Regions from separate parts of the Mus musculus genome. Here all the other regions are linked to region 1. The links are chromatin contacts, called in public Hi-C, HiChIP or PLAC-seq and promoter capture Hi-C maps. All regions are on one chromosome and are shown on one strand. Each heading gives the region's core, a stretch centred on a gene start, on an enhancer-like site or on the middle of the called end of the contact. The rest is flanking DNA. Distances are from core to core; before and after follow the strand shown.

Region 1 (5,033 bases), core at 1,067-3,566:
AAAGTCTCATTGAAGTGTTATCTAACTTAAACTAATCATTTTAACTTTTGTTTTATCCTTGTAAAGAGAGCGAGACAGCCATATGATAGTGTCTGAAAAGACCAATCCTGTGAACAATAGATACATAAAACTTTCAGCTAAGCCAATTAAATACTATATTAGTTTTATAAGTATTTTTACCATTATAGCTCTATGGTATTAATACATGACTATTTACATACACTATTCAATTATACATATATAAAGTGGTTTAATGGTAATTAAGATTTAATTATACTTATTACATTAAATTAATAGGCATTGCTTTTATATGAGTATGAATAAAACTAAGGTCATTATTATTATTATTTGCAATTTAAAGTGAGGTTAAGTTGACCATAAACGTAAGTTCATCTCTATCCTACACATCACTAATTCAGTGAGATCATTGTCTGGGTAGTCCGTACACATTCTATTTGGAAAAAGACAACTCAGCAAAAATAAATAAATAAATAAAAGTGCCAGTTATATTATTTTCTAGTTATTGTTAGTATTTTAATATATTGAGAAAAATATTTTAAAAGAATTTAACATACTGCTGTGTTACTCATGCGCAGATGACCACTCAGGATGACCTTTCTTTCAAGAATGGCTGATGATTATTTTTAAGTGAACATTTTAATTTGTATTACTAAATAAGTGATTTGTGGAAAAAATCAGTTTTCCCATCTTCATGATGAAAAGAAAAACAAACAAACAAACAAACAAAAAACCACTACTTCTCTACTGAAAAGCAAACAAAAAATAATAAAACCAGTCAGACTGATAAAGGCAGCCAAGGCACTAAGGAAAGAAAATTAAACTGTCCCATTAGCGTGAAAGTGGGTCACCAAACATGGGAAGCGGTCTTTGTGCTAATGGGTTTACATACATTTTTCTTTCACATGGGCATAAGCATAATGTCTACAACATTGGCTCTACAAAACGTTTTTAAGTGAGTGTTGTACAGCTACTGTGCTCCCTGCACTTCAGCTGTCCTCTATTGTTAACTTGCTCGATACAATTCTCAATGTTCAAAATCATTAAGAGGAAATTAAAGTTGTAAGTGTTGCTGCAAGGCAATCAATTATTCAGAGAAGTTGTCTTAAGAGTTTGTATTCACAAATCATTAAAACTAGATAATGAAAAGTCTGAAAAAAATATCATGAGTCTGCTCAGTATCCACGAAAACAAATATTCTCAATATTAGGTTTACACTTTGATCCATTGAGAATGCAAGGATGCCCGTTACACTGACAATAATTAATCCAGCATCAAGGAAATGCCGTTAGCTTTCCATGAGTGTTCTTTCTAATTTGCTAGTCTGTTATTTACTGTATCTACCCAGGAGCTAATTATCAATCAATCATTAAATGCATCCTTCTATGTGTATGAAAGGCCTTTTTACAAAAGAACCCAACTTAAGCTCACTGTATATCCCTTGAACCATCACTGCTGTTAATAATGTGGCATGCATATGCTACCCATGAGAACCTGTATCGCTGAGCACAGCATCGCCCGGCGGGATCCACAGCACTTCAATAAGGCGGTTGTAACATAAACACATGCACACACGCGCGCACTCAAACACCTCGGGTCCAACGAGCCCCCTTCTCTCCAGTCCATTCATAAGTGCCAAAGGGTGTAAGCAGGAGCAACCTGTCATTATCTTTAAAACACACCGCGGGGATCTCAAGAGAGGCTAGCCTTTTCTTTGAAACTTCTCAAAGAACCACATGGTCATAATTAGAAAATAAAATACTGCCTTGGCTATTTGGCAATTAACAGTCTGGGTTGTTAAAAAAAGAAAAAAAGAAAAAAAGAAACCGAAGGTTTTCTTTCTTTCTGGTTCAAATTGGTAAATGTGGTAATCACTTGAATCGCTCGCTATCAGATTAAAAACAGATTTATTATTATTTTTAAAGGTTTCTACAATCCCAAGACATCCCCCAAAAGTGTTTTGGGATTGCTACTGGGCAAACAATCTTTTCGCTGCCACTGCTTTCTGGGCATCTCAGGGAACAGCGCCGTCCGGGGGCTGTGGGCTCCGCTCCGGCGGGAGCGGCGCGGTTACCTGGCTTACCTTCGTTGGAAGGCTGTGGGCTCAGTTCTCCGGAGCAGCTGAGGACGCAGCAGCCGAGCAGGACGAGGATGGAGAGGTGACAATCCATGTTGCTGGTGCACCGGGCAGTGAGAGGAGCATATCTCCGCGAAGCATACCACTGATGTGAGGGGGAGCGCTCTGATTGCTGGAGAAGTTACCATGCTCCGCTCGCAGTCTGATGTCAAGTTTGACACTGGAGATAAGGAGGAGTCTGGCTGCCTTTCTGCGAACCCCGCTCGGGGACTTCTCTGGGTCCTAGTGCCGTCGCCAGCGGGCGCTGAAGAAGAGCAGGGCAGCCCCATGGCTGGCAGCCAGCTCCGTTCCACGGAGCTGCGGAAGAACGCAGAGGGGTGGAGGTCGAGAGTGTTGCTGGTGGGGTAGGAAAGCCAGAAGATGTGCTGGGACAGCGACAGCGACGGAGAGTCTTGGGAGCCATTCCGTTTTCACGGGAAGGCAGCTATTTGTTTGCTATACTTGATCAGTTGCCTATTTCTGAAAGATCCCTATTAGAGGTACTGTGAGTTGAAACTAATGTTCAAAAAAGTAGTATTGTTTTTAAAAGTGGAAGACGTTCATTCAATTATTGTAGAACGACAAAGACCATTGCAATTAATCCGTTTACTGTGTTCTGTGTGTTCACAGTCCTCTTAGTGATTCAACAAGATAAAAGTAGACTGCTCAGTCTACCACATGGTATTGGGGCTGTTAAAGGCATTTGATACAGCAATCTCAGCTGAAACAGAGAGGTCACAGTCAGGTTCTGAACACTGGCAAATAGCCGTTGCCCTCCCAGGACAGGAACAATCCTAGCCAAAGCCATAGCTTCAGACTACCACTCATTCCATCGGATGGTTGCTGGATTTGCAATATAAATCGAAAGTCCTGAACAAGGAATGCTCCTGCCTACAACTAGCTAGCACTAGAACTTTCCTGTTTTGTGAGACTCGGAGATTAACTCATAGCTCCCTGTTCTGCCTTCCAGCTGCCACTAATCTGGGACTATTTGAAGGCTGCTCTTTTAACGCTGAAAAATCCAGTATTTCCTAGAGAACAATGTCCTTGGACTTGCTAAATTACTTTGCATGATGGTTACAAACGGTCTCATGCTGAACAACCTCACTGCAACCTACTTCAGCCATGTAATTTATCCAATTTCTACTTTAAGATCTCTTTTGAATTATCTTTGAAATAGGTCCCAGAAAATGATTCCTCACCAACCCTCTCAACCACCCATCCATCTCAGCCTATCCTGAAAAGGAGCAAGATGACTTCCTTACACGGCTTCAAAACGGAAAATTAGGTTGACAACGTTAACGCCAGTGATCAGTGTTAGAGCCCTGAGAAGGGAGACGGAGTAGGTTTTTAAGGGTCCTGATAATAAGATGTGTATTTCACAAGCACTCCACTTTCTATGACCCTGGAATTTAGGCTAATGGCTTCTGATACTCTTTGTTGACTGTTTGGTAAAGATGGGTTGGGTTGAAGAAGCCAGATGGAAGAGACTGATTCTGTTCACACTTCCTCGAGAGACTTGTCTCCCTAACTCCTTCTCACATTAGGCCACCAGAGGCTGTAGAGCCCACCAGTGCTAAATCTGACTCCATTGAAAATAAGGTTTGTTGACCAGAAAATGGAGAGAGTGGGGATTGCCTCATAATGTTTGCAGTTCCACAACAGTTACATTGCTTCATAGCTGGATATGATTTTTTTTTTTTACTGAGAGTTTGAAAGAAATGACATTTATTTCAGATTGCAATTTAAAAGCATTTGGAAAGGTCATGATGGTATGCTGGTCTTTATGAACGTATTACTTCCTTTCCTCTCACTATCCCATTATTTCTCTTTCACATCTAACATCTAACAACCACCTGGGATGGTGAAAAGGTTGTTCATGTTTGAACAATGTTACAAGTATGCAGAAATGGAGTTTAAAGCAATGCCTGAGCTAGGCACACTATGTAAGCTATCTAGGATGTCTCAGTTGTAGACTCCTTAATCCAAAAAGACAGCAGAAAAAGAGAGGTCCCAAAGCTGAGAGTGTAGCCCAGTTGGTAGAGTGCTTGCATGAGGACCTGAGTTCTACACCCAGTATTACATAGGCAGGGTGTGTAACACAGCGTTTGGAGGATGGAGGAAGAAAAACTTCTCATTACACACTGAATTATATGACATCCTGGGCTACATGAAATCCTGCCTCTAAAATAAAAAGAAGGAATGAATAAGTAAAAGGAAGGAAAGAAAGAAAAAGAAAGGAAGAAGGGAAGGAGGGACGGAAGAGGGGGGGAAGGAAGGAAGGAAGGAAGGAAGGAAGGAAGGAAGGAAGGAAGAAAAAAGAAGTTGCAAAGATTTATAATCTCAGGATTATTTTAGATAGATGTGAAAAGAAATTCAGGTCAACAGACAGACTAGCAAGTAAGATTGGAAGTACAGACATGATTGCAATGGATTCTTGTCCTCCCCAAAAAGTGGTGTTGAAATATAAGGAGAGGTAAACATTTAACAGTTCAAGAGTTCAGAAGACACTGTTAGTAGACAGAAGGAGCATAAACAAAATTAGAGTGATGTCCAATAGAGGGGAAATACTTTTAAAACCCCAACATGCATGCAACACAGTGTATTTTTGTCAGGAAGAGAGATAGCATCAGAGGACAGGAGGAAAGCCAGAGTTGATGGTGGCTGTTGGGGAAATATTCTCCATGGGGTAGACTGAAAATGGCATAGAATTTCCTTGCCACAAGTCAATGTGTTCGTAACCTATTCTAGGCTAAAGAGAGCAAACCCAAAAGCAGAGGAATAAATGGATTCTGTCTGAGGTTTAGGAAATTATTATCATCCCAGGATAAACCAGGGCTGTGTCACATGGTGTGGAAGGGCTGACAATCCTCATTGAAAGGGACACTGTAACCCAGAC
Region 2 (5,033 bases), core at 1,139-3,638, 490 kb after region 1:
TGGTGAGCTACCAGTGGGCTCTGACATAGTTATGATCAGGGTCAGTTTTCACTTTAATATGAAATCAGTCATCTCCTTTCTGCCAGAGGAGGTGGTAGTACCTCTATCGAGTCAAGGTCAGAGAATGATCACTAGTGCTTGGATGGGGATAAACTCTCCATTTTACTGGGTTTGGTATAACCATGCTCTGAACCAAAAGCCAATAGCCTCTGGTCAAAGACTTAGACCAGGATCTACATGGGCTACACTGTGGCTGTGGTTATAGCATCTGAGCTTAGAATCAAGTTCTACCTGTATATGTCAATAACTCTTTTGCCCCTAATGACAAACCAATATTTGCCATGATTTCCAAACATCTGCTAAAATCAAAACTCATGGTAGACCTTAGTAAAAAGACTACTTCAGTATTTTAATTACTTATAAAAATTTATATATTAAGTGACTGCATATTTGTAAGATCATTATCAAACATTAACATAAAGAAAATGTGTTATATACTTAATAAAGCTTTAAGTTTTTCTTTATAATATTCTCTACTCAAGTGCTGTCAATGTATAAATGTAATACAAAACACAGATTAACACACATTTGTAATTTTCTCATATCATGTACAAAACAGGTATTAAAAAACCATAAAATCAGACTGAATTAACTCAATATGTCAGCATGTTAACTTTCAGCGTGTCATTTGTAGCTATTAAAACTATGATATTCCCTTTTATATTACACAGTTTCCAGTGCATATTTTATACCAACAGCGCATGTTCAGACTGGTTATTTGTAGTGTTCAATAGCACTTGTAGCTAGTCACCACTATATTCAGTTGCACTGCTCCTAGCCAAGTTGATTCACAGGGATAATCCATTCCTGAAAGTGTGGAAGACCTCATGTGTAAACCAACTGGATCTTGTGAATTGACTTCTAACGTCTTCACATTTTCAAAGACCTATACTGATAACTTACTTTCACCACATATAACAACATTTGAAATTTCATCAGTGTAAACTTTTATAGATAGAAAGATCACCACAGCTGTTTTGTGAAAAGTATCCGGAAATTAGTATCAACTGTTCTCTGGGAGGAAATGGAGAGTTTGGCACAGTGTAATAAAGAATTCCTCAAACAGATGGGGAGGAGGCTTCGAAGAGTATAATTCGAGCCAATGATATGGCTCAATGGGTAAGGGTGCTTTCCAGCAAGCCTGAGCCATAATTTTATCCCCAGGACCCACAAAGCAAAGAAAACTCACTTTTCCAAAGTTGTTTTCTGACTTGCAGATCTATGCCATGGAGGGCATGCCTTTACATATATATGCGTGTAGGGGAATGGCAGGCTGCCTCTATGTAAATGCTAGGCTTCCTGCAGCTGCAAAGCATCTCCTATAGGAGGACCTAATTGAGGAGTGCCTGAGAGACCAAGGATTGCTGGTGCCATCAATGCTAGCTAATCAGGAACTGCTGTTTAGAAGAGATGCTTTCTTGGAACCAATGGGGCATGGGTGGAAGGTATTAAAGGAGCTTGCAGCAGTGTTCAGATGAGCTACTTGCTGCATTTCTCACATGCTCCTGACATCTGTGTGTCACCTCCAACTCCTAAGTGCAGGTAGGGTGGGACACAGTAGTCCAGGGCACAGGCAACATATGTGCATGTGTGCATGCATGCTCACACACACACACATACACACACTCTCACAAGTTAATATATTAGGAAAAAATAGAGGCTTAAGAGATGGCTTATAGGTTAAAAGTACTTGTAGAGTACTGGGATTCTGCCTCCAGAGCCTGCATGGTGGCTTACAACCATCTAATTCCAGGTCCAGTTCTAGGGAACCTATCTCACTCTTCTGACCTCTTTAGTCATCAAATCGCCTTGCAGGGCACACACACCCATACAATCAAAACACTCATGTATGTTAAATAAAACAAATCTTTTTTAAAAAAAACAAGGAGTGTGGGGGATAATAGAATACTTGTGATTTTTCCTGAAAGAGGAAAAGAAAATGCCTGCACCACAAGGGATCAAGCAGCGAGGAAGAAAATTAACTAAATGTTAATGCATATGAAGAGGCCACCCATTACACTGAATGCTAATTTTTTAAAAAATAGTAATATTTTTAAATGGACATGGACAATGTAGGAGCCATGAGGAATAGCATCAGCGAGCTCAGCACCACTCTCACACAGCGTCAGTTTTGGGAATGTAGGTATTCTTTTCATGGTGCTTCTCAAAACCCCAAATGTATCCCCACGTGGTTCCAGTTCATTAGAGAGAAGTACTCCCCAGCTAAGTTGGTAAAAATCTGGCCGGATTCCTATCTGTCTAAACCTAGCCACACCCCTAATTTCAGAGCCAACAAGCCGGGCTGAGATGGAAGTTAAGTCGAACTCCCATTATTTATTGCCTTAGGTCAAATGTTAGAACCTGGAGCCGATGAGAGAAACTGTCCCAGTCCTGGTGAAATGTGGACTGCAGCATTTCTTCAAAGAAAATCTTGGGAGCAGATGGGAGATTGGTAGAAAGCAGGGTCACTCTCGGACACTCTCTAGAGCTACAAATATCCTTATCTTCTAGAACATAGTATTTTGCACTTGTAGTCTCCATTTCTCTTGTCAGAAATTACTAAATTGTAAACTTATTATGTAGTCATGACATACACAGTGACATATTTTAATACAATATTTCAGAAGAAGTGATAGGACTTTGCCTTTTGTCTGTCTCCCTTTCCTTTCACTTGTTTGCTATACTTCATTAGCCTGCTGCCTGAGACTGTAGGCTGAATCAGGGGAGAATGTGAGGATTTATACAGCTGTGCTGAGCCGGCGAGCAGTCATGTAGTCATTCTCCCATGCTTGCTGTGTCACCCCACACTTCTCAGGTGTGGCCCTGATGTCTCCTGTGGCCCTCTCTGTCCTGTGTCAGACAACAGCCTTTTGAGAACCTGGCTTCAGGCCACATGAGGTATCTTCACGTGGATTGCAACTTTTTTTTTTTATGACACATGGTTTCTATTTTCTTCCTTGTTCTCTTTTCTTTGATAATAACTGTATAGGATGCTGTAACCAGAAACCAATAAATGTTACTTTAAAAACATTTAAGCACATCCTAGAAACATGCTCAGGAATCCAGTATTGCTGCCTTCACAGAGGATGGAGATCCTGCCTTTGTAAGATGGCCAGGAGCCTGGTTATAAGACATTGCTTCTCGGGGTTTCGTTTCAGGAAACAGAATATAACAGATTTGGGCACATTTTTCGTATCTTTTGTGTCTGGTAGATACTCGTCTAACTTTTTCTCATGGCCCCTTGACCAAATGTACTGATATTCAGTGGACCTAAGGATTTGGTGTGGCATCCAGCTTTTCACTCTCTTCAATTCTCATACATCTTATTTTGTTCTGTTTTGCATACTGCTTGTGTTTCTGATTTGAAAAAGAAAGCACTTTACCATTAACAGCTGGAACTAACTCTCTAATACATATAACCTGTTCACCCCTTCAGTATGGTTGCCCATCAACTGATCAATAGATGATAAAAATGTGGTACACTATACAATAAAACATTATTCAGCTGGTAGAAAAAAATGAAATTTGCAAGTAAATGAATAGAGCTAGAAGCAATGTTTTGAGTGAGGTAACCCAGACCCAAAAAGACAGACACTGCATATTTTCTCTTATAAGTAGATGGTAGTTTTTAAGCTTTAGCTACGTATGTTTCAAGGCATTTTAAGTCAAATAACCACAGAGGTTAGGAATCTAGTAAAGAACTGGGATAGGGATACCTTCCAAGGAAATGGGAATAGAGTATACATTTTATGAAGAGATAAAAGGGGACATTCATTTCTGGGTCTAGTCCCATAATTCTTCCTGACCTTCTCCTTGGTACCTTCTCTTTAACCCTCCAGATCCAGCCCTGGTCCTGCATCCAGTTCTCTAGCATAGCCTGGCAATCCCTGACTGCTTTGCAGCCAACCTATAGGCTTCTATCAAGGCACTCCCTGCCTGTCCCTCACGCAAAAGACACTCACATACCATATATAACCCGACTATCAAGGCTGATCCTGGACATACTATTCTAGGGTCTAGCCTGGTGAGTCTACCTGACTCAGGTGCTACATGCCTGAAGAAAACTAATTCTTTTTAGTGAGGCAGCTATTGGTTGTCAGTACCACTTCAGCTAGGGATGGGACATGGTGATCCTACCCTATCTATTACGGGACTGTCTTTCTTGATCTTTTACACGTTTTGTGCATGTAGTCTGAGATGATGTAAGTTTATGTGCCCATCAAATAATGTTCTGCCATATATCTGCTACTTGTAACTCTTAGAATCTTTCTGTTCTCTTCCCTCATGATTACTGACACTTTTGGTGAGAGAATATGTGCCAAATGTCCTCAAAATATTCCATAAAAGGAAAGAGGTGAATACTTCTAAATTCTTTTATAAAGCCATTGTCACCTTGGTTTCAAAACCAGACAAAATCCAAAGAACAAAGTAAAGAATTAAGGGCAATCTCCCAGGTGATCATAAATAAATAAAAATAAAAATAAAAAATCCTCAATGAAATCTTGTGAACTGAAATCAAGAATCTGTCAAAAATGGCACCCACTAAAATCAAGTCAGCTTCATTGTAGTGATGCAGATATGCCTCAGCATAACAAGTCAATAAGTATAATGATCACATAAATAGACTCAAGGACAGGATCCAAATGATCATTCATTAGACACAGGAAAGACATTTTGGCCAAATCTAACATCTCTCCATGATGAAATTTCTGGATAATGTAGGGGTATGGAGGCATATCTTAATACCGTAAAGACAATACACAACAAAGCCACAGCCAAGATCATGGTAAATGGATAAAAAGTTCAAACATTTCCATTAAAATCAGAAATAAGACACGAATAGCCTTTTTTTCATTACTGTTCAATCCAGTGCTTAAAGTCTTAGCTATAGTGATAAGATGACAAGAAATAAAATGGCTACAAATAGGAAAGGAAGAAGTATCCTTATCTTCATATGACATATTCTATGTAGT
Region 3 (5,033 bases), core at 858-3,357, 470 kb after region 1:
ATAATTCATAAGATTTGTCTGGCTATGTAATTGACTTGTGAGACTTTATAGGAAAAAAAAATAGAGATCTTGAGAATGAAATACATTTTTTTTAAATACTGGAGTTTACAGAGTTCTGTCTTTACAACAGTTTCAGTGATTAGAGTTTACAACGTGATATTTAGAATAGGTAGACATACATTCTACTTCTTTCCTACCTGTAAGAAAGTCAATAATTGTTGTTCCTCCTACAGGGTTGCAGACCCCTTCAGCTCCTTGGGTACTTTCTCTAGCTCCTCCATTGGGGGCCCAGTGTTCCATCCAATAGCTGACTGTGAGCATCCACTTCTGTGTTTGCCAGGCACTGGCATAGCCTCACGAGAGACAGCTATATCAGGCTCCTGTCAGAAAAATCTTGCCAGTATATGCAATAGTGTCTGGGATTAGTGCCTGTTTATGGGATAGATCCCCAGGTGGGGCAGTCTCTGGATGGTCCTTCCTTCTGTCTCAGCTCCAAATTTTGTCTCTGTAACTCCTTCCATGGGTATTTTGTTTCCCATTCTAAGGAGGAAAAAAGTATCCACACTTTGGTCTTCCTTATTCCTGAGTTTCTTCTGTTTTGCAGATTGTATCTTGGGTATTCTAAGTTTATGGGCTAATATCCACTTATCAGGGAGTGCATATCATGTGAGTTCTTTTGTGATTGGGTTACCTCACTCAGGATGATATCCTCCAGATCTATCCATTTGCCTAAGAATTTCATAAATTCATTGTTTTTAATCGCTGAGTAGTACTCCATTGTGTAAATGTACCACATTTTCTGCATCCATTCCTCTGTTGAGGGATATCTGGGTTCTTTCCAGCTTCTGGCTATTATAAATAAGGCTGTTATGAACATAGTGGAGTGTGTGCCCTTATTACAAATTGGAAAATCTTCTGGGTATATTCCCAGGAGAGGTATTGCTGTGTCCTCAAATTCATCTGAAGTAACAAAAAACCTAGGATAGCAAAAACTATTCTCAACAATAAAAGAACTTCTGGTGGAATCACTACTCCTGACTTTAAACTGTACTATGTCCAATTTTCTGTGAAACCAGCCTACAGCTAGTGTCTCTAGCTGCATATGTAGCAGAGGATGGCCTAGTGGGCCATCATTGGGAGGAGAGGCCCTTGGTCTTGCGAAGATTATATGCTCCAGTACAGAAGAATGCCAGGGCCAGGAAGCTGAAGTGTGGGTTGGGGAGCAGGGTGGGGCAGGGGGAGGGTATAGGGGACTTTCGGGATAGCATTTGCAATGTAAATGAAGAAAATATCTAATAAAAAAGACTGTGAAAACACAAACACATAATAAAAAACACAAACAACTCAGGAATGAAAATGTAATGTATCAAAGAAATAGCATCATTTAATGATAAACTTAAATTAAATTCAAAATAAAAACTCAGGCAGTCAAACAAACAAAAAGAAAAGAAAAGGAAAGAAAGGAAAGGAAAGGAAAGGAAAGGAAAGGAAAGGAAAGGAAAGGAAAGGAAAGGAAAGGAAAGGAAAGGAAAGGAAAGGAAAGTCAATAATTAAAAGAAGTGTTGTGTTTAGGAGACATGCATGTCTATTATTCATCCTTGGAATCCTAAAGTCTGCCCATAATAGAAATTAAAAAAATAAATAAGAAATGAGCCTATTTTATTCAGGTCAACATTTGCATAGCATCCTGCTTTTCGCCCTCACAACCACAGAACCTCCAATCGGTCATCGGTTTGCTAATTGTTCACCACAACCTTGACTTTAATCATCCAATCCATCAACAGGCTTGCTCACACTTCTTTTCTTCATCTTGTCAGTAAGTGGCATCCTTGGTAATAAAACAACAAATCTATTGATAGCTTTCTTCCATGGAGTGGAAGGCCTTCTACGTTAGCACTGTCGTGGAAAGCAGTCTATTCTATTACAACTGACCTTCTCTTGTTGATTACCACACAAATCATAGTCCTTTGCCCCCTCCCCACCTATTAGAGTATTTCTCCTACAGCCTTTCAATTGCCTGACTGCAGTTGGTAATTGGATTCATGTTTGAAGCACAGCACTGTGGGGAAAAGCCTGGAATAATTCAAACGGAACACCCTGGCCTAAGGCTGAGACCATATGTTACTCTCGGATTTGTGTCAGTGACGCTTATTGCTTTAGCAACAAGGAGAGCTATTCAAATGTCATAAAATTTTGCTTTAGTTTAGAAGCTAATTTATTTAGAACTGTCAATATAACCTAATGTACAAAAAAATATGATTCTGAAGGGATAGAGACTCTGTTAACATGTCTAAAGAGAAAGGAAACAGTGGGTAAGTTGTAGTCTCTCCTCCTCTGAGTATCACTCTTTGCTGCAAGTAGTTTGAATTGTATAATGTAAAAATTAGAGGCTGCCAAAAACCCAACTGTCTGGCAGCTATATTTTTTTCAGTACTAACTACAACATAAGAGCCTGTAAGAATTCTTCTTTTATATTTCATAAATTGATGAGCCCTTTCTATTCTATTTTAATAAAAGCAAACAAGTCCTTAATAAATTTAATTAGTGGCAGGGTAGTGCACATCTGTGCAGATATTCACATGAATGTGACTAAATACTCCTTTGCCTCATGATAGGTTGATAGGGTTGTAGCATCCTGCCAACCCAACTGGCTTGCCTCCTGTCTCATGTTCTGTAATTTGGGTCTCGGGAGATATTTTACAATTTCTAAAATGCTAGAGACAGAAAGCTATTCTCTGGAGAAAAATTAGGTTAGATTTTTTTTTATCACTAGATCATCATGTCATGCCCATAGGCCATGGCTTCATTTTTAATGTAAACTCTTGTGAGATGCTGGAATTCATATGAATGACTCCGGCAAGAGCTGGCTAAGCATTGGGTTATCTAAGCACTGACCCCACAACACCCTTGCATAAAATAGCCGTGAATAATCTTATTGATTTAGTTTTGCTTTCAAAGCAGAGAAGTGATGTGATATAAGTAAGAGTTTGATTTTTTTTCAAAAGAGTGAAATATGGACTGTTATCTCTGAAGGCATAATCATGGATCACTTGATTATCTCCTTTGTAGGTAGAGAGAAGAAAATTGGTCATTTTTACTTATATATAGCATTGAAATTATTTTGTGTGTATATCTAAATGTGGCTAAAGCTAATTGTAACAAGGCAAATATTTCAAAGAAATGACTAATCAAGTACATATATCTCCCTATTTCTACCACATATGCCCAACCACCCCTTCCCTCAATATGTGTAATTTTATAATGTGCTCAAAAACCCATCACTACCTGTTTCCTGCTTCATTCTTGAAAAAAAAAATAGAACAGCATCAATCTAAGTAGCAAATTGTTCACTTTTTTGTTTATATTTATCTGGCTCATAAAATAACTTTCCATTTGAAAGGCCTAAGTAGTACAACTTAAAAAGATTCTGTTGTAAGAAGGCAGAGAGAAAAAAGCAAGTTAAGAAAAGGCTAACTTAGCTTAGGTTGGTTTTCTACATAAGACGCTGTCAGATAATTATAATATAAGTAACTGCTCTCAGAAAAAAGGCAGGCTGCCTGCAGACTTTTAATGTGACTGCAAAAGAAAGGGATGGCTATACTTACCTATTTTGAAGTTCTCTCTCTCTCTCTCTCTCTCTCCCTCCCTCCCTCCCTCCCTCCCTCCCTCCCTCCCTCCCTCCCTCCCTCCCTCCCTCTCTCTCTTTCTTTCTTTCTTTCTTTCTTTCTTTCTTTCTTTCTTTTGTTGTTTAGTGAGACAAATCTGTTGAAATAAATTACTTGTGTCAATGAAACTTGCCACTATACAGAGCATCTATTCACTGGTAGTTTCTTGCTTCAAGGTAAATAAGAAAATGTAATGAAGATGTACAATTTCTGTACTGACCAGGTATCTGCTTTAAACTTTTATGCATGACATTGTGATGAATAGTGACATAGTGACAATCTGGTCACTAAAAAGTGGCAAACTGTTAAAGTTCATTCTGTGGGCAACATTTCCACATACTTCTCAACCGTGATGCTAGCTGATGCTGATGCTGATGCTGATGCTGATGCTGATGCTGATGCTGATGCTGACTGTGCTGGGATATAACAAGGAAGCCCCCAATTCCTTACAAATCCATTCAGTCAAAAGACACCTAAGCACTCCTGTCAATGAGCAATTCCAGCTAGTATGTTTTGTATTCCAGAAATTGTAAGCTACTAAAATGACTCCATGTGCTTGCTCTACACTTACGGTTTGTAAGCCCCAGTGGAAAAGAAAACTGATTTTCAGTTAACTGGTGTTCACTCTGTGAACAGTAAAGCGGTATGAAAGGGTCAAAAATGCAGTGTCAGGATGTAACACCCGTAAATTCACTTAGAATGAATCTGTAAGCTTCCAAAACTCTCTCTCTCTCTCTCTCTCTCTCTCTCTCTCTCTCTCTCTCTCTCTCTGTGTGTGTGTGTGTGTATAGCTCAAAATATGTAATATTCCTAGTGCTGCTAAATGTATTATAAAATATGTAATATTCCTAGTGCTGCTAAATGCTAAATGCTAAATGCTATGTATGTATGTATACATACATAGCTCAAAGTATGTAATATTCCTAGTGCTGCTAACAACTCCAAACTTAGATTTACTGATAAATTGGAAGGAAAAATACTTAAGGGTAAGTAAACCATGTCTGTAGAATTACTCTTCAAAATGAAAATCAAAAATGGAATGGCAGTTTTCACCTACATATTATTCTATTTAACTACAAGTTAATGTTTCAGAGTCAAATCTATCCTGAAGATGTTATCCATTCTATATTTTAATTTTAATTAGGTATGACTACACCACCTGAGGAGCACATACAAAATTTAACACCATCAATAAAATTTAGTGATGACTCGATGAACATTTAGTGATGTTGTAAGTATGGTAATGCTTGAAATTTTTCCTCCTTGTTCTGAATGATACAACCGTTCTTAAATTCCCAATGTAGAAATATTAGGCGATGTGTCAATATGTGGGTGATTAAAGAGTCATTTTTAAAGCCCTCTGTAGTT
Region 4 (5,033 bases), core at 861-3,360, 410 kb after region 1:
CATCAAAACTCTGTTGTCATTTTTTTCTGATTTGCCACACAGTCCTAGTAAATATTTATAAAACTTACCCTTTTCTGATGTTAAGTTGCTCTATTCAGGAATACTTAGCTAACTCTAGAAATATCATGATTTTCAAACTTAGCTTTTCTTCGGCTCACATGGAAATGATTTGCCTTGTTAACTTATGTTTTCCTTAGTTGGATCTAAATGGATAAGGAAGAATGTTATGACATGGGTCAATGTTCTTGCAGGATTTCCCTAAGTTACAGAACATTATACTTTTTCCTGTGTGTGTGACCACACAATATATACGCACACCACATGCATCAAATTGCAACCTCTTTGAGACACTTTTATAAGGTAAATGAAAATTCCTGCAATCCAAGATTCTCTCAGTACCCTACATTCATGTACAATTATATTTTACCCAAGATCTAAATAACAACTTATACATGGTTTTTATGAGAAATGCTCAGCTATTTTTTTAATGTGCAATAGTCTCCCTGATAAGCTGAGTTTTTCCTTTCTGGGGCTTCAGTTATCTTTGGATAATCATTACCTGAACATACTAAATGAGAACATTTATGGGTAAAGAGTTCACAGGTTATACATTTCATAGCATGCTGATGAGCAAGGTATATACTCTTGCAATGCCAGAACCATTCCTACCTGGACCTGAACCAGTCCAATGGCTATCTGGAGTTTCAAATAAATTGTTTTGAAATCCAAAACAATTATGTTCAAGTAACTTTTTTTTAACAGTGAGTCTAACAGTCAGGGGTAGAAATACTGGAAAATTGGAGACACCAAAGAGTAGTAGTGGAGTCTTTCCTGAAGTGGAAAGGCTCAATTTAGTAAGGGGGAAAAAAAAACCCCAGGTGTGCTGAGGTTGCTAGGGACAAATCATCTACCTGTAAAGTTGTGAAAACAGAAAAAGAGATTGGGCTAATTCTGCTGTCACACCTCAAGATGCAAAAGCCACTGCCATGGTGAGTGACTAGCACTTAGATAAAATTAAAAGGGTATTAAATAGGCATAACTATATATAAAGCAATCACAGTATGTAAAAAAGGTGTGTAAAAACATGTGTGTGAGTGTGTGTGTGTGCGCATGTGCGTGCATGTGTGTGTAATTCGCTACTCTGTGTTTTAGACATCGACTGGAAGTGAATAAATGTCTATCCATGATGAAGAAGAAGTTTCTATCATTAGATCTCACTCAGCATATCAAGGAGACTATTGCACATTTTAAAAAATGGCTGAATGTTTCTCATAAAAACCATGTATAAGTTGTTATTTAGATCTTGGGTAAAATATCATTGTACATGAACGTAGGGTACTGAGAGAATCTTGGATTGCAGCATTGTCTTTTGAACTCAAAGGGTGCTGGTAAAATGTGGGCCTGCCCATGGCTGCTGATACTGTATATAGCCTAAAAGAGACAAAACTCTTTATTTTTTTTTGTTTTGTTTTGTTTTTTGAGACAGAGTTTCTCTGTATAGCCCTGGCTGTACTGGAACTCACTCTGTAGACCACCAAGCTGGCCTTAAATCCAGAAATCTGCCTGTCTCTGCCTCCCAAGTGCTGGGATCAAAGATGTGTGCCACCACTGCCCAGCAGACAAAACACTCAAAAACTGCAAGATGAAGAAGGGGTGTGATCACTACAAAGCCTTTATAAGAACTGACTATGGTTTGCCATGTAGGGATGAGGGACAGGAGAAATGCTAATTTGGGGAAATAGCCAAAGAGAGAACATCAAGAATTTAAGTTTGCATAGAATGTAGTGATGTTTCTTTTATTAAAAACAAACAACAAACAAACAACAATCACGTCAACTTTACTTCTAAATTTTATGTCTCAACCTGAGCAATTGTCTCAAAACATCAGAAAATCTGTGTGGATTACCTGACCATTAAATAATCACAGGCTTTGACCAGCTAAGAATGCCAGATTTTCACAAAGTGATGATTAATCCCAATAATTTCGAAGTTGGGGAATGTAGACTTTCACATGACACTGGACACCGTGTCACAGCCCAGGCAATGCTTTGGCTTATTCTGACAAAGCTTTTTCCAGCACTTACTATGCATGATGTGCCACACCGAGAAGGGCAGAGAACTGAATCATGAATAAAACATGTTCTGGGCGTTAATGAGGCTTGAGAAGTAAGAGGAAGAGATAGAAAGCAGCCGCTGTGATGAAATGTGTTGCTCACTAATTTCATAAGATTTTAGGGACTGTGTACAGTTAAAACACTCAGTTTAGTTAGAAAGAGAGTGCAAAAATCCAATATTCATTTTTGAGATAAAATTACTAGAACAGAATTTTGAGAGATGAATAGAAATTAGCAAGTTGAAAGAAATACGTTTGGATTTTATTTCTTCCTTTAGTCTTGAAGATTGATTACCCTTCTTCAAAAAAAACAAAACAAAACAAAAAACAAAACAATAAGCTACAACAAAGCACTGAGGTATATGGGGAAATGCAAACATAAACATGATGTAGACATTTGCCTTACCTGTAGTCAGTCATTTGTATGTACTTACTGTGTAAACAGGCATTCCAACACAACCCTGAGCTGACCCTCTCCTATTTGCTAAGCACTGTTCTTCAACAAAATATCAAATCATAAGAACACAATCCAGAGACCTTAGTCAATATTTTTTGCCTCTTGTTTTTAAATGCCAAAAGTCTTTCAAGCACAGGGGAATACAAAAGGCCCTTTCATATGTCTCCTTTTGACAAGGGCTTTTCTCTCACGTCAGTGCCCCATTCAAAAAATTGTATAATATTGATTACAGAGCTCATATATGATCCTTAGAATTGCTTTATTCTATTGAAAAGCCATCTTTTAGTTTGTATGGTTTGAGCACTGCAGGAGCCTGCATAGATGCAATTACCCATGCATTGTTACAGAATGAGCGCTGCAAGGGAGAAAATAACTACGGAAGACAACTGAACCAGATGGATATTTGAAAATAAAACATTTAAGATATATTGTACATTTTTGTGGTTAAAAACTGTTTACTAGGGGAAAAAATTTAAAAGAAAAATAAATAAATAAATAAACCTTTACAATTCTTTTAGCCTAAGGTGTTTTTGTTGATGGTGGTATTGTTTTCAGTGCTCATTTGCATTTCTTTAGTTACTTTCAAAAGAAGGGGCCAACAAATATTTTCCTGTTGCCTTAGTGGTTAGAGAAAAATACTTTATCATTTCCTAGGGCAATGCCAGATGACAGGGTAGAGTCAATTCCCAGGAGTCTCTGAGAAAATTACCAGTTACAGAAAAATAGTAAATGCCACATTTGAGACACTATGACCTCCCAAATCTAAAATTAGAACTTAAATTGGGCGTGACCTTCCAGGATATCTTACTATCTGGAACAAATGAGGAGAGAGAAAGTCAAGCAATTCCCAGGTGGAGAAGACCAGAGCAAGGGTTCATTCCCTGAGAGGCAAGGAAAATGGACCTATAGGAATCCAGCAAGGGCCAAAAGGACAATGAGCTTACCTCAAGATTCCAAGAGCATACACCACATCTTCCCTCTACCACTTACCATCTCATTGCGTATGACCTCACTGGTCACAAGTACACATTTGTTAATACTTCTTTGTACTGCACTGAGTTTATGGAGACTCTTTCTAGGTGTGGGGCCCTAATGCTGTTGAAATTGTTTCAATATTACTTGAAAGAACACTTATGCAAGTGTTAAAGTAAATGCCTGGATTCTGGGTCAGTTTTCCACTCTTTTCTAGGACTTAGTTACCACACCTAATCTCTCAGAGACAACATCTCTTCACTGTAAGGTAAAAAAAAAAAAAAAAAACGGTTTCACACTCAGAGAGCAGAGAAATTGCATACGAAATATGTGCTTCATAGGAAGCTTATAATAATAGCAGTGCTTATGAATAATCATGTCATTATGGTCAACACCCCAGAGAGCCCTGCAGAATTTTACATCTTAAAAGTCAGAGTTATTGGAAGAAATTTTATTAAGAATAGAAATATGTACCTCCAGTATAGTTTGTCAGGCATGAGGTAATCTCCAGGACAGATAAACTGGCACCCACCCCAAGTCAGACAGAAGGTAGAATGGACAACAGATATTGGAAGTAGACATGTTAGTAACACCCTATGATCAAACTGTGGGTCATCTCAAACACTGCAAGCAACAAAGATGCCTGGGTAGTGTTCTGTGCTAAGTAGGTAAGATCTAAGATGCCACTCCATGTCTTCCCTCTAGTAAACTTTTCAACTTGAGGAATATTTTGGTCTGTGTGCATGGGGGGTGGGGGGAGGCTGCGATTTCCGAAGAATAATACCCCAGACTCAAATCATATGCAGCAGCAAAGAACATTTATTCTTCAGAGAACCTGCATGCAAAAGCCCACTATACCTCAGACTGAAAGACAGAGATATTGACTTTGCACAATCAATTTCAAGACTGTTAGGGTAGGAGTGGGTGACTTCTATCTTTCTTTCCCTTGTTTGGTTGGCTCTATCTCTAGGGGTATGGGTGACTATGGGGTTGGTTAATGTTCTGTAGAATTTTGAGGACTTTGACTCAAGCTAGGTGGTAGGGAAGTTTCTACGAATCCTGACTGGCTGCCAGTAAAGTTGGTGCAGGCTAGGTGGGACAGCTTCCTGGTTAGCTGCCCATGAGGAGCAGTTTTCCTGGAATTGAATAGTTTTGGACTTTTCCAGTTCTGGGAAACAGAAACTTAGACCTGGTGTCCCCAACTGCCAGTTTTCACCCTGTCATGGAGTCAGCCTGGCTCTGGTTAACTCTGTCCTTTCAATGTAGCATTTGTCTTTCTTGGTCTGGGTTACCTTACTCAATATACTCTTCTCAATGTTGATTCATTTATTTGAAAATTACCTGGCTTTACATTTATTTGCCTGTGAATAATATTTTTTGCATATGCATAGTCACCACATTGTCATTGTCCATTCATCTGTTGAAGTCTGAAGAATATTTAGATTGTTTCAGTTTCCTAACTATTTGGAATAATGTGGAAATGAACGTGGC
Region 5 (5,033 bases), core at 1,749-4,248, 300 kb after region 1:
GGTTGTTTGTTTTATTGAATAAGAAGCCAAAAATCTGTAATGCATGCCCTGGCTCGGGCCCCAACCATGGCTACAAAGTTGTCTAGTACAATTACGGCAAACTCTTAATACTCTGGGTATTAATTGCTATGACCAAACTCCTTACAAAAATACAAAGGAATATTTTTACTTTGGCTCCTAGTTCAGAGGATCTTTAGTCAACAATGCCAGCAAGTTAACAACCAGGGAGAATACCAGCATACTCAGCTGGATATCTCCTGCCTGTTTAGTCATTGTAGAATGCAGCACATGGATGTGAGAGTCTAAATTCAGGAGAGAGTCTCAATTCATCCTTCTGGAAGCATTCCCTCACATATACTTATTAATTCCTTGGCAGTTCTTAATCCAGTGAAGCTGACATTGATAATCATCACATGATGGCATTAAAGTCATACTCCTTAACTGAAATCTAAAACATTTTAATTAATCATTGATCATTCCCTACTTCCCCAAGCATCTACAGTAACAAGATAATGGGTACTTTAATGCTGGCTGGGAGTATAAATTGCATATTAAATATTCTCACCAAAATAAAATTTAACAAAACAAGTATGCAACTTAGAAAAGTGGCTCTTATATATAAGGATATACACTTTTCTTTAGTCCTTGCAGTGCACTGTAGAATATAGCCATACGTTGTTCTCTGATACATTGTTTTTATCTGTTCTAGGATCCTTCTTTTCTGGGTCATGCTGTAACTAATAGCTCAGTAGCAAATGACACATAGCATGGATTTGAAAAGTAATTAATTTCTCGTTGCTGCTGGAATTTCATAACAACACCTAAAATACCCACAGTCTTCTGTGGGATTAGCTATGGTTGCTAGTCATGTCCTGTCGTCTTATGCAACAAGTTCTGAGGACTACACCTATGGGCAGGCCACCTTTTAACATCCAGTAGCAAGCAGATACATGAGAAAGATGCTCTGAAATTTTATGATGAAATCTCAATCCTAGGACATTAGATTCAAATATTGATGCATTTAAATAATTAAAATATGAAAACTATTATTATTACAAATAAGTCTAATCACTGAAGCAATTTTAAAAGATAGGAAAAGAAAATCTGTTTTTACTTTTTTGGGATGAAGTGTTTGTGCAACCTACTGTAATTGTATCTGCAACTGAATGATATATACACTGAAATTAATAATTAATCATATCATAAAATATTCTAAATTTTCTACCAGAAAGAATGAATGTCTACCGAGGATATGATATAATGACAAAATTAACTACTAGAGACTATTTATTTAAATATCTGCATAAAATATCTATGCATACCATATATTAACACATTAATAAAGAATCTGTTCCTAAATATATAATGTCTAAGATTATTCAAGATATTTTCTAAACTGTACAGAGATGAAGCATACACAACCAAAGGTCTGACGCTTGCCTTTACTACAGCATTGTTGACACCTAAATTTAATAGTAAAGGTGACTTGGTAGCAGGGACATTTAGTTTGCTATCACAGTTATAGACTCTAGTATTTAATATGCTAAATATCTAAAGGATCTGACTTGCATAGAAATGGAATGAGTGCAAGAGCAGGAGAAAAAGCATAGAAGATGAGCATAGAATGACTGTATCTACAGACCATTATGTGTTACAATAATCTCTCTTTTAAAACAAATCAATCAACTCCCTTTTATGGTCCATCAAATTTTAAGTCACAATGGGGCAAGTGAACACCTGCTTACTTATGCTTTTGGTCACAGATACAGAATTTCACTGGATTGAGACAGGAATAAAATAAAATCGATATCCTCCTTTAAATCCAACTGGGACTTTCAGCTTTGTCACAAAACAAGCATAACGTTTGGCAAAGATTGGAGTCTTCCAGTGAAGACAGGTCCAAGTTGGCATGGAATCACCTTGACAGCCTCCCAGAGCAGCAAGCCCTGTAAGCTTTGATAGGTTCCTTTGGCTAAATTTAACTTTCCTTCCCTACAATGAATGAGTTGTTCCTGGAGAGAATAGTCTCAGGCTTGACTGGGGGGTGGGGTGGATCTATCAGATTATGAGTTATAAAGGATACTCAGGTAGGCCAACAGCACCTTTCAAGGAAGAAATATATGCTATAAGTGATATAAAATATTCCTGAAAACATGAAAGAAGCCATTGACTCTGCTTCATTCTCTCCCAGTGCCTTGTTCTTTCCATTTTCCTTGGTGCCGTTGAGCCTAAGACAGGTGTAGGACGGACAGAAACCAATGTTTTCTTTCAACATCATCATATCCTGTATCGAAGGCTAGTCTCAATGTTAGATTTTTAACCTTAGAAAAGGCTCCTTTTTTGCAATTTCTATATCTTCATGAAGCAAACTGCAAATGTGATAAAATAGTTGAATTGTTGGCAAACAGTGACAGAAACAGTCTGAGTCATACTCACAGCTTGAACTTTGAAGTCAAGGATGTTCTTATCTTTAGGGTCACGACTTGCCTGGGGGCGTAGGGGCGTATCTTTTCCCACGTCATTCAAAACATGTTGGCAAAACCTTGATGAGACGCTGTGGCATACATGTGGTTATTTTCAGAACGGCTTCGGCTCACTGTAGACTGAGCCAAGCTGTCAAGCAGCATCAGAAAGTTACTTAAAGGAAAGAGTATTTCAGTAAATTAAATATCAATGGAAAGGGGCTGTTAATCTCCCTCCGCCTCTGGTCAGGCATTCACTTAATTTCAGCTTTATTTACTTAAATTCTCAGCCCCTTCTTCTTTATTAGATACCAGAAACAAAGAAGCTGATTACTCTGCCAGAATTCTGCACCACATAGTGTAAATTGCTCCTTTTTTTCTTGCTTTTTTCTTTCTTTTTTTTCTGGACAAGCTTGGTTCATTATGTGTTCCCAGCCTTAATATCTTTAAACAGTCTTTACAGATGGATCCTTTCCCAGGCTGCATTCCTCTATCTGTGCAGTATAAAAACACTACCCTGCTAGTTGAAAGCTCTGGAATTCTAAAGCAAAAAGTCTTTGAGCTTTAGGAGCTGGGATCTTTCATTTCAGTCTTGGGAATGCATTATTCAGAGAATGGAGGAAGCATGTGTTCTTAGCTGTTCATTTGACAGTTCAAGGAATTAACCACCTCCAGAAAGTAAGGAAATTGTATTCAAACTCACACTGCTAATCAGTAAGTGACTTCATATTAGGAATTAGGGCTCCTCATATTACGATGAACATAATATGCAAAAGTTCCCAAGCTGTTCTTGTTCTTTTCCTCTCTTTCACATAAAGAGATAGAAGAGTACCCTAAATTTTCCCCCCTCTGAGGCCATATGCAAAATTCTCTGCTAAGAAAGAAACTGCTAAGGGATGAGACATTTGTAGTCATATGGTTTTCACGTCTTTCACATGGTAATTGGGACATTCAACTTACATTTTACACTTTCACAAGAAAAAGAAATATAAAGAAAGAAGATTCAAAAGAAAAAAAGAAGGAAAAATGAAACCATTGTTTTGTATTATTAAAATTTATTCATCACGAAAGTCACAATTGAAAATTTGTAAATTGTGAAAAATTAAGTTTGTTTAAAGGGTAGAAAGTGCATTCTATCATACCTTTTCATTATATAAAATATATTTCCAAAAGATGAACATTTCATTTTAAGTATAAAATACTGTAACAATTGTGCTTATTAAATTCACTTTTTGTTTTCTGGCAGAGAGTGCATCAAATATAATTTTACATGCACTGATACTTTTCTTCATTTGCTTTAAAATATTTCTTTATTGTTTTCCTTTTATTGAAATAGCTTGTTTTTCACACAGTATATTCTGATTATAGTTTCCCCTTCCTCAGTTCCTCTATGATTCTCCCTATTTCTCCTTACATCCAAAATGACACTCTTTCCTTCTCTCATTAGAAAACAAACAAGCACATAAAGAATAAAATAAAACAAAACATAGCAAGTAAGAATAAAACAAAAGAAACAAACAGAAGAACAAGAGCCAGAAAAAGAAACCACCGGAAAAATCTCTTTTTATTATTTTTGAAAATATTGTACATAAGTACAATTCCTATTCATTATATCCAACCCTTCCACTTACAATTTCTTGTTCTTGTTCCCACCCCACTTCTCAAATTAACATCCTTTTTCTATATGTATTCTTCTTACATTAACTATTCTTATCTTCTATGCCAGGGCAATTGGGGCAAACAAATCCATCTAGAATTTGCATATTTAAAAATTTTTAATTTTTATTAATTGTTTGAATATTAGGCAAAAGTTAAAAATATTCCTTTTCTGAAATACTTGGTACCAGAGTGGTCTACAATACAGATTTATTTTATTAGAATATGTGAATCTAGCTAAAAAGATATCTTGATGATGATGGTTTGGATCTAAGTTCAAACATGAAATCCATCTGTACCTTGAACCTCTAACCTTAAGGTAATGCTGTGCAATAGCTCTGCTCACAAGCATTTTAATCGCAAACATTCATATGAAGTCTGGTACAGAATTTTTACAGTAATGTCATATCAGTGTGTCCAGAAGATTCAGGTTTCAGACTTTGGAATTAGAGGTGTGTATCCTTTACCATTAGTCATGCAATAATTGCCTTCTTTCCTACATAATCCATATCATGGACAATGTGAAAAGCTTGAGTTTCGGAGCCAAAGAACCAAAACCTAAAAGGTTTCATACAGTGCAAATAAGCAAACTGGATGCAACTACACTGTGGACACAGAAAGTCAGTTGTGTAGATTGGCAAATACTGTGCAGATCATTGTGTTACAGTTCAGTTGCAAGATTTCAAACACTGGGCCCCACTTTCTCTTCTCTATTACTGTACCATTGATGTCTTGTCTTTGTACTCTTCATCTCCTTTGCTTAAATCTTTATAACTCATCCTCAACCTACCTGAAAAATATTCTGCTTCTCAATTTATCTTTATTTTAGACATCTTCTTAGACTATGATCAATCATCAACTTGCTATTTGATTGTGTTTTGCAATGTTGTCAGAGGATCATCTTAACAGTCTAGG
Region 6 (5,033 bases), core at 836-3,335, 270 kb after region 1:
TGTGTGTGTGTATTATAGTTTTTGGATTTGTGATTTTAGGGATTCCTGAGTGTGTGGATATATGTGCCTTTGCATCCAATGTGTTTCCTGTTGTTTATCTTTGACAGTGTCTTCAGTGTATTTTTGTCTTATCCCAGTATATCTGGTTTTGATTATTTGTTTGTTTCTTTTATTTTATTGTGATTCTCTAGATTTCTATTTCCTAACAAAAGGTGGAAATGGTATTGATTCAGATGGGAAGGGAGGTAGGAAGAATCTTTGAGGTATTGTGTGAGGGGAAAAACAATTATCAGAATATAGCTCATTAAGGAAAAAAAAAAACTCTTTTAAAAGATCTTGACTTGAACTCTTGGAGAGGGTCCATAATCATGAAACCATTGAGAAATGTAAGGATCTACTTATCAACCCAGTACTAATTTCTAAGATAAAGTAATAAGCTTAGTACACAATCGTAGTAGCCCCAGTGAATAGTGTCTTACATGTTGTGCAGCAACCTGAAGTTGGTGCAGTTAGTAAAGGCAGAACATGGGCCATTGTTCAGAGCATTTGAAGGTGGATTATTACCTAGTTGCACAGCCACAAGAACTGTACAGTGCTAGGAGTATTCATTCACTCACATAGCTGATAACATAGGCAAAATACAAGTGAAGCCTATTAGAGGACAGAACTAAAGCCCTATCTTTGGCTGGATGATTGCTGTGTTTCCTGCACCCAGAGCACAGTAGAGACAGTGTGTTGGCAGCTGAGCTGGCAGCTGATAATTTATAACTGAGTTGCTCAGCTTCTGAGGACTGGATAGCCTTTGTAAATGAGCAAAGTGTTCTCTGGATATACTGCAAGGCAGAAGCTGATAGGGTTTAAACTTAATCCTGTGCTGCAGATGCACATCTCTCTGCCTAATTAATACTGGAGTGGACAAAAGCTCTGCCTGTGAATGCTGGCCTATCTACAGGGCCTTCAGTTCTTCTGATTGCTTGAGTGCACCTATTGGAGTTGTTGTGCTGGACTATGAGACAAAACCTACAGTATCTTTCATATCCTGCTCTTAAAGGAGTGGAGACTTGTTCAACTTTGCCACCTGATGTTGAATGAGATTTGATGGTAGAGATCCTCTGTGTTGTCTGGTTTAGACGAGTTCTGCAGGCTCAGGTTGCAGTTTGGTGGTTGGAGTTGTTGAGGTACTAGGATTCAAGTGTGAGGTCTACGTTTAATCCTCCCTCCTTCCCACAAGCAGGACACATCTTACGGTTAGATTCATTAGAGCTGAAAGAGGATATCACAGGCTACTCTCCCTTTCCTCTCTTCTTCACACTCTTTTTATTTTGTTATGTCAAAAACACGCGTCTTGTCATTCCCCAGACTTTTACCGTTCAGTGACTCATAGTTTCATATACGACACTTAGGTTTATCAATATCGGCTGAGGTCTCCAGAGGATCCTATTCAGCCATCACATTGCTCCAATACGCTGAGAAGTCTAAATACATTTTCCAAGGCTCCTCTAGGATAATATATTATTAATTAAGGTAAATATCTGAATAAGTATATAAAGAAATAAATACTCGTAAGCTGTGCCAATTGTCAAGCTCTGCAGCTGGAAGGTACTCTACCTGTTATATTCGCTTTCAGAATTTAATCCTGCATCATTTACTTCTTTCTTTAGTCTTTTGTTTGGGATTTTTGTTTGTTTTTTTTTTTATTTTTTCTTCTAATAATCAGTGACATTCAATACAAACTAGAGAAAATATTCAGTCTTCTGTTTTTAATGTTTCTTTGTTTCTTTGCATTTTCTCTGGGTGCTTGTATAACAACTCCATTTTTCTTTTTTTTTTTCCTTTTTTTTTTTTTGCAAATGATAAATATATGATGACATCAGTTAATTATCCAAACCAAATTTTTTAAATCAATCCACAAGCTTGTATTCAAAGTGATCTTGTTTAGAATTCTAGATTCTGGGTGGGAAATATTTACTTCTGTGATTTCTATTTTACAACTGCAAGAGAACCCCAATTCCCACACCATCTCCTTGGAAGATAGGTAGACAACCCTTGTGCTGCAAATAACATCTGGAAATCATTGCAAGGCTATTATTAGTTAATCATTTGAAGATCCCCTGGTAGGAAAATGAGAGAACACTCTTTACTACCAAGCTAGGCATACTGTTCAATCCTATGAGAACAAGGAATGAAATTCTTAATAATGAGAAACAGGTCATTGTTTTCCTGAAAGGTTATGTAATTTAATTGTGCCTATTTATAAATAAGGGAGCAGTCTCTCTCCACTTGGCTTTTTGTCTCAACCAAACATAAATACTAATAATTAAAAGCATTTGAACCATACGTATCTATTTTTAAGTTAGTCAATGCTCAGTCAATATTGTTCTTTTGATTTTAAAGTTGAATTTAGAAAGCAGAGAAGCAATAGTAAGAAAATCAGTTGAGAATGATAAGCATAAATATAAAAACATAAACTTGATCACTTAAGCTATGAGTTCATTCGCATAAGCAAATGTATCTCTCCGTGTTCCATTTTTACTGTGTATTGATTTAATCCATGTTTCTACCTAATGAGGCACAGTGTGATTGCTGAGGCTTTGTGGTTTTGCCTGTGACTCATAAATCAAAACCATCAATCTTTTGATAATGTGTGCTCTCAATTTTTTAACACTGATGGTTTTATTAAACTTTAAAACTTACTATCAGATTTGAAGTTTCACACCCTAAGTATGCCTAAGTGAAATAACGACCACAGACACATTAAGACTCTCTGTGTCGCGGGCATTAGTATGTGTGTCCTTCCTTAGGTTTCTAGGATCATTAGAATCCATTCTTCATAACTTTAAGAAATACTACTTAATAAGTATGGGAAATTACCTCACTTAACAAAATGAACAGTACATTTTTGATACAAATGGCTGATTTTGTCAGTCAGTGATGCCCAGGACACATAAATATTTTGACATTGTGAACATTTTTTAAATGTAAGTATCAGAATGAAAAGCTACAAGATTTTCCACCTTTTAAACTGAAATATTACAGCATAATAGCTTATATTTTTATAATAGACAGTCTTTTTTTTTAACATTGCCAAGTATGGCAACAGACATTTCTAATGTGCCATCACTCATACAACAACTTGGAAAGTGGCAAATAAAGAAAGTTTGACAATCAGCCAAGTACGCATTAAACTAAATGATCAGGAGCAGACTGTTTAACATAATGATAATTCTTAAGTTGCCAGATATCATTTAGGGTGCAAATAATTATATAAAAGCTATTTCTTGTAACTAGTGTGCTTGTGTAATGTCACTGCAAGCACATTTACTGAGCAGTTGATGGGAGTGATTGCTTTGGAAGTAGCTGCTGAATGATGGTTTAGAAAGATAGCCAGGAGGAGATAGGGATTTCATTCGATGATGTCTAGAATATGCCGAGTGAAAATGCATTGCACAAGCATGGATATGCCCAGGTTGATGAGAAAGTCTTTGATGTCTTTCATCTTCCTCGAAATGAAATGTTTCCTGTCCCATTCAGTTAACTGGTTTTTGGTTAGTTGTGATCATATTTGTTTGTTCTGTTCTGTTCTGTTCTGTTCTGTTCTGTTCTGTTCTGTTCTGTTCTGTTCTGTTCTGTTCTGTTCTGTTCTGTTCTGTTCTGCTCTGCTCTGCTCTGCTCTGCTCTGCTCTGCTCTGCCCTGCCCTGCCCTGCCCTGCCCTGCCCTGCCCTGCCCTGCCCTGCCCTGCCCTGCCCTGCCCTGTCCTGTCCTGTCCTGTCCTGTCCTGTCCTGTCCTGTCCTGTTCTGTTCTGTTCTGTTGCCACTTTTATCTGGCTTTGACCTAACTTGCTTTGTTCTAACATCATTGGATAAATGATCAAAGTTTAGAACATCCTGGTTTATACCTTCTTGGGCCTTGTCTTGAATGCTTTCCTTCATACAGTGTCGCCTTATTAAAGAAGCTGTTCCTTGGGTCTCCGCAAATATTATACAAAGAATTAAAATAACTGTAAATTTGTGACTCTTTTATTACCTAACTTGAGCATTACTAGAGGAAAAGATGCTGTAAAACTTCCAAGTCTTATTTCGTGGTTCCACTGACAACTCATGACACGTTTACTCTGCTGAATTACGAATGTTTGCACTATTAGCCAGCACTGGATCTATAGAGTTTTCTGTTTTCTAGATTTTCTGTTTCATATTCCTAACAGGCTCTAAAATGCAACTCATTTGCTTTTACCTGTATTTGAAACTCAAGTATTCTTCCTTTGTTTGAGTTCTTTCCTCTTCCAAATCTCTTTTTTACATTATTGATTTAGATTCAGTAAGTTGAACCATTTTCCATCCAATTGCTTAAGAAGCAAAGTTAAGTATTCTTTTTAACTTCTTCCTGGCCTTCACTATTTACCATGAGCTTTGCATTGACTTTCAACTATGTTTTGGAAATTTATTCTTAAAGCCTACCTTTTCCTTTCTATTCCCATTCACCATCATTGAACAAAGTGTAGAAAAAAATAGACATATTTTTTTTTCTAAGTGATGGTTTCTCTTTCTATATGTGGTCTATATACTTTTGAAATTCATAATTTGTCATTAGCATTTTAAAAATTATTTACTTCTTTCATCTTTCTAAGTAGAAAATCATAGAATTATTAATATATTATGGTTATGAAAGTTTCCAGCTCTGACCTAGGAATATAAATATGCAAATTTTAAGTTTCTGAAATATATTTCTTACTACAAGCATAAATATTTTCTGTCTTAATAGAATAAATGCAACTGCCATGTAAAATATTTCTTTAACGAGATGATGTCAAATGGTTTATAGACTTCTGTGCAAACTAGTAAACCATGAATAGCTGGGAGAAATAAGTATATATATAGATATAAGAATAGTTGTGACACTTCATCTACTTTTAAAAAGAAAATTTATAGCCACTCAAAGAGGTTCTGTTTTTCCATAAAGAACTAATATTTGTTTCAACTTCAAAGCAATAGGGATTTATTTGAACCCAGTTTAATTGAGTATATGTATAAGTAT

What was found. Promoter capture Hi-C pulls out the DNA fragments that hold promoters and counts their contacts. Hi-C and Micro-C count contacts between places; a contact is called where the count stands out from the background. HiChIP or PLAC-seq counts read pairs in DNA pulled down with a chosen protein or histone mark.
Region 2: an H3K4me3 HiChIP or PLAC-seq map of neural tube shows a contact between it and region 1, with 4 times the contacts expected there. The contact joins the enhancer-like site here to the promoter of Epha3 in region 1. A contact is called at or near these places in 7 of 39 promoter capture datasets (embryonic stem cells, hippocampal neurons, liver and 2 more), 4 of 115 datasets of contacts at active chromatin or transcription factors (embryonic basal ganglia, embryonic forebrain, embryonic hindbrain and 1 more) and 1 of 9 other capture datasets (adipose tissue).
Region 3: a promoter capture Hi-C map of hippocampal neurons shows a contact between it and region 1, with 6 times the contacts expected there. The contact joins the enhancer-like site here to the promoter of Epha3 in region 1. A contact is called at or near these places in 8 of 39 promoter capture datasets (3T3-L1-derived adipocytes, cranial neural crest, embryonic stem cells and 4 more), 2 of 484 Hi-C or Micro-C datasets (both in cortical neurons), 7 of 115 datasets of contacts at active chromatin or transcription factors (astrocytes, embryonic basal ganglia, embryonic forebrain and 4 more) and 1 of 9 other capture datasets (adipose tissue).
Region 4: a contact with region 1 is called in an H3K4me3 HiChIP or PLAC-seq map of embryonic basal ganglia, with 4 times the contacts expected there. The contact joins the enhancer-like site here to the promoter of Epha3 in region 1. A contact is called at or near these places in 8 of 39 promoter capture datasets (the 3T3-L1 cell line, cranial neural crest, embryonic stem cells and 4 more), 3 of 484 Hi-C or Micro-C datasets (adipose-derived mesenchymal stem cells, cerebellar granule neurons and cortical neurons) and 4 of 115 datasets of contacts at active chromatin or transcription factors (astrocytes, embryonic basal ganglia, embryonic forebrain and 1 more).
Region 5: a contact with region 1 is called in a Hi-C map of cortical neurons, with 4 times the contacts expected there. The contact joins the enhancer-like site here to the promoter of Epha3 in region 1. A contact is called at or near these places in 5 of 39 promoter capture datasets (the 3T3-L1 cell line, cranial neural crest, frontonasal cranial neural crest and 1 more), 5 of 484 Hi-C or Micro-C datasets (cerebellar granule neurons, cerebellum, cortical neurons and 1 more) and 3 of 115 datasets of contacts at active chromatin or transcription factors (craniofacial prominence, embryonic forebrain and forebrain).
Region 6: a promoter capture Hi-C map of second pharyngeal arch cranial neural crest shows a contact between it and region 1, with 3 times the contacts expected there. The contact joins the enhancer-like site here to the promoter of Epha3 in region 1. A contact is called at or near these places in 5 of 39 promoter capture datasets (3T3-L1-derived adipocytes, cranial neural crest, embryonic stem cells and 2 more), 1 of 115 datasets of contacts at active chromatin or transcription factors (forebrain) and 1 of 9 other capture datasets (adipose tissue).

What each region holds. Positions count from the first base shown.
Region 1 is chr16:63,861,859-63,866,891 of GRCm38.p6, forward strand. It overlaps Epha3 (Eph receptor A3), which reads right to left and starts at 2,317. Exons shown (of 17, transcript NM_010140.4): 1 at 2,102-2,317. The coding sequence starts at 2,189.
Region 2 is chr16:64,352,288-64,357,320 of GRCm38.p6, forward strand. No RefSeq gene overlaps it. Among named protein-coding and RNA genes, the nearest start is that of Csnka2ip, 250 kb to the right of the region's middle. Within about 2 kb of position 2,389, at least 3 of the 459 cell types and tissues checked have an H3K27ac peak or open chromatin away from gene starts, as enhancers often do. A contact at or near this core is called in neural tube, where this site is marked.
Region 3 is chr16:64,330,669-64,335,701 of GRCm38.p6, forward strand. No RefSeq gene overlaps it. Among named protein-coding and RNA genes, the nearest start is that of Csnka2ip, 270 kb to the right of the region's middle. Within about 2 kb of position 2,108, at least 20 of the 459 cell types and tissues checked have an H3K27ac peak or open chromatin away from gene starts, as enhancers often do. A contact at or near this core is called in cortical neurons, hippocampal neurons, neural tube and 1 more, where this site is marked.
Region 4 is chr16:64,273,516-64,278,548 of GRCm38.p6, forward strand. No RefSeq gene overlaps it. Among named protein-coding and RNA genes, the nearest start is that of Csnka2ip, 330 kb to the right of the region's middle. Within about 2 kb of position 2,111, at least 14 of the 459 cell types and tissues checked have an H3K27ac peak or open chromatin away from gene starts, as enhancers often do. A contact at or near this core is called in embryonic basal ganglia, where this site is marked.
Region 5 is chr16:64,164,318-64,169,350 of GRCm38.p6, forward strand. No RefSeq gene overlaps it. Among named protein-coding and RNA genes, the nearest start is that of Epha3, 300 kb to the left of the region's middle. Within about 2 kb of position 2,999, at least 8 of the 459 cell types and tissues checked have an H3K27ac peak or open chromatin away from gene starts, as enhancers often do. A contact at or near this core is called in cortical neurons, where this site is marked.
Region 6 is chr16:64,127,371-64,132,403 of GRCm38.p6, forward strand. No RefSeq gene overlaps it. Among named protein-coding and RNA genes, the nearest start is that of Epha3, 270 kb to the left of the region's middle. Within about 2 kb of position 2,086, at least 8 of the 459 cell types and tissues checked have an H3K27ac peak or open chromatin away from gene starts, as enhancers often do. A contact at or near this core is called in second pharyngeal arch cranial neural crest, where this site is marked.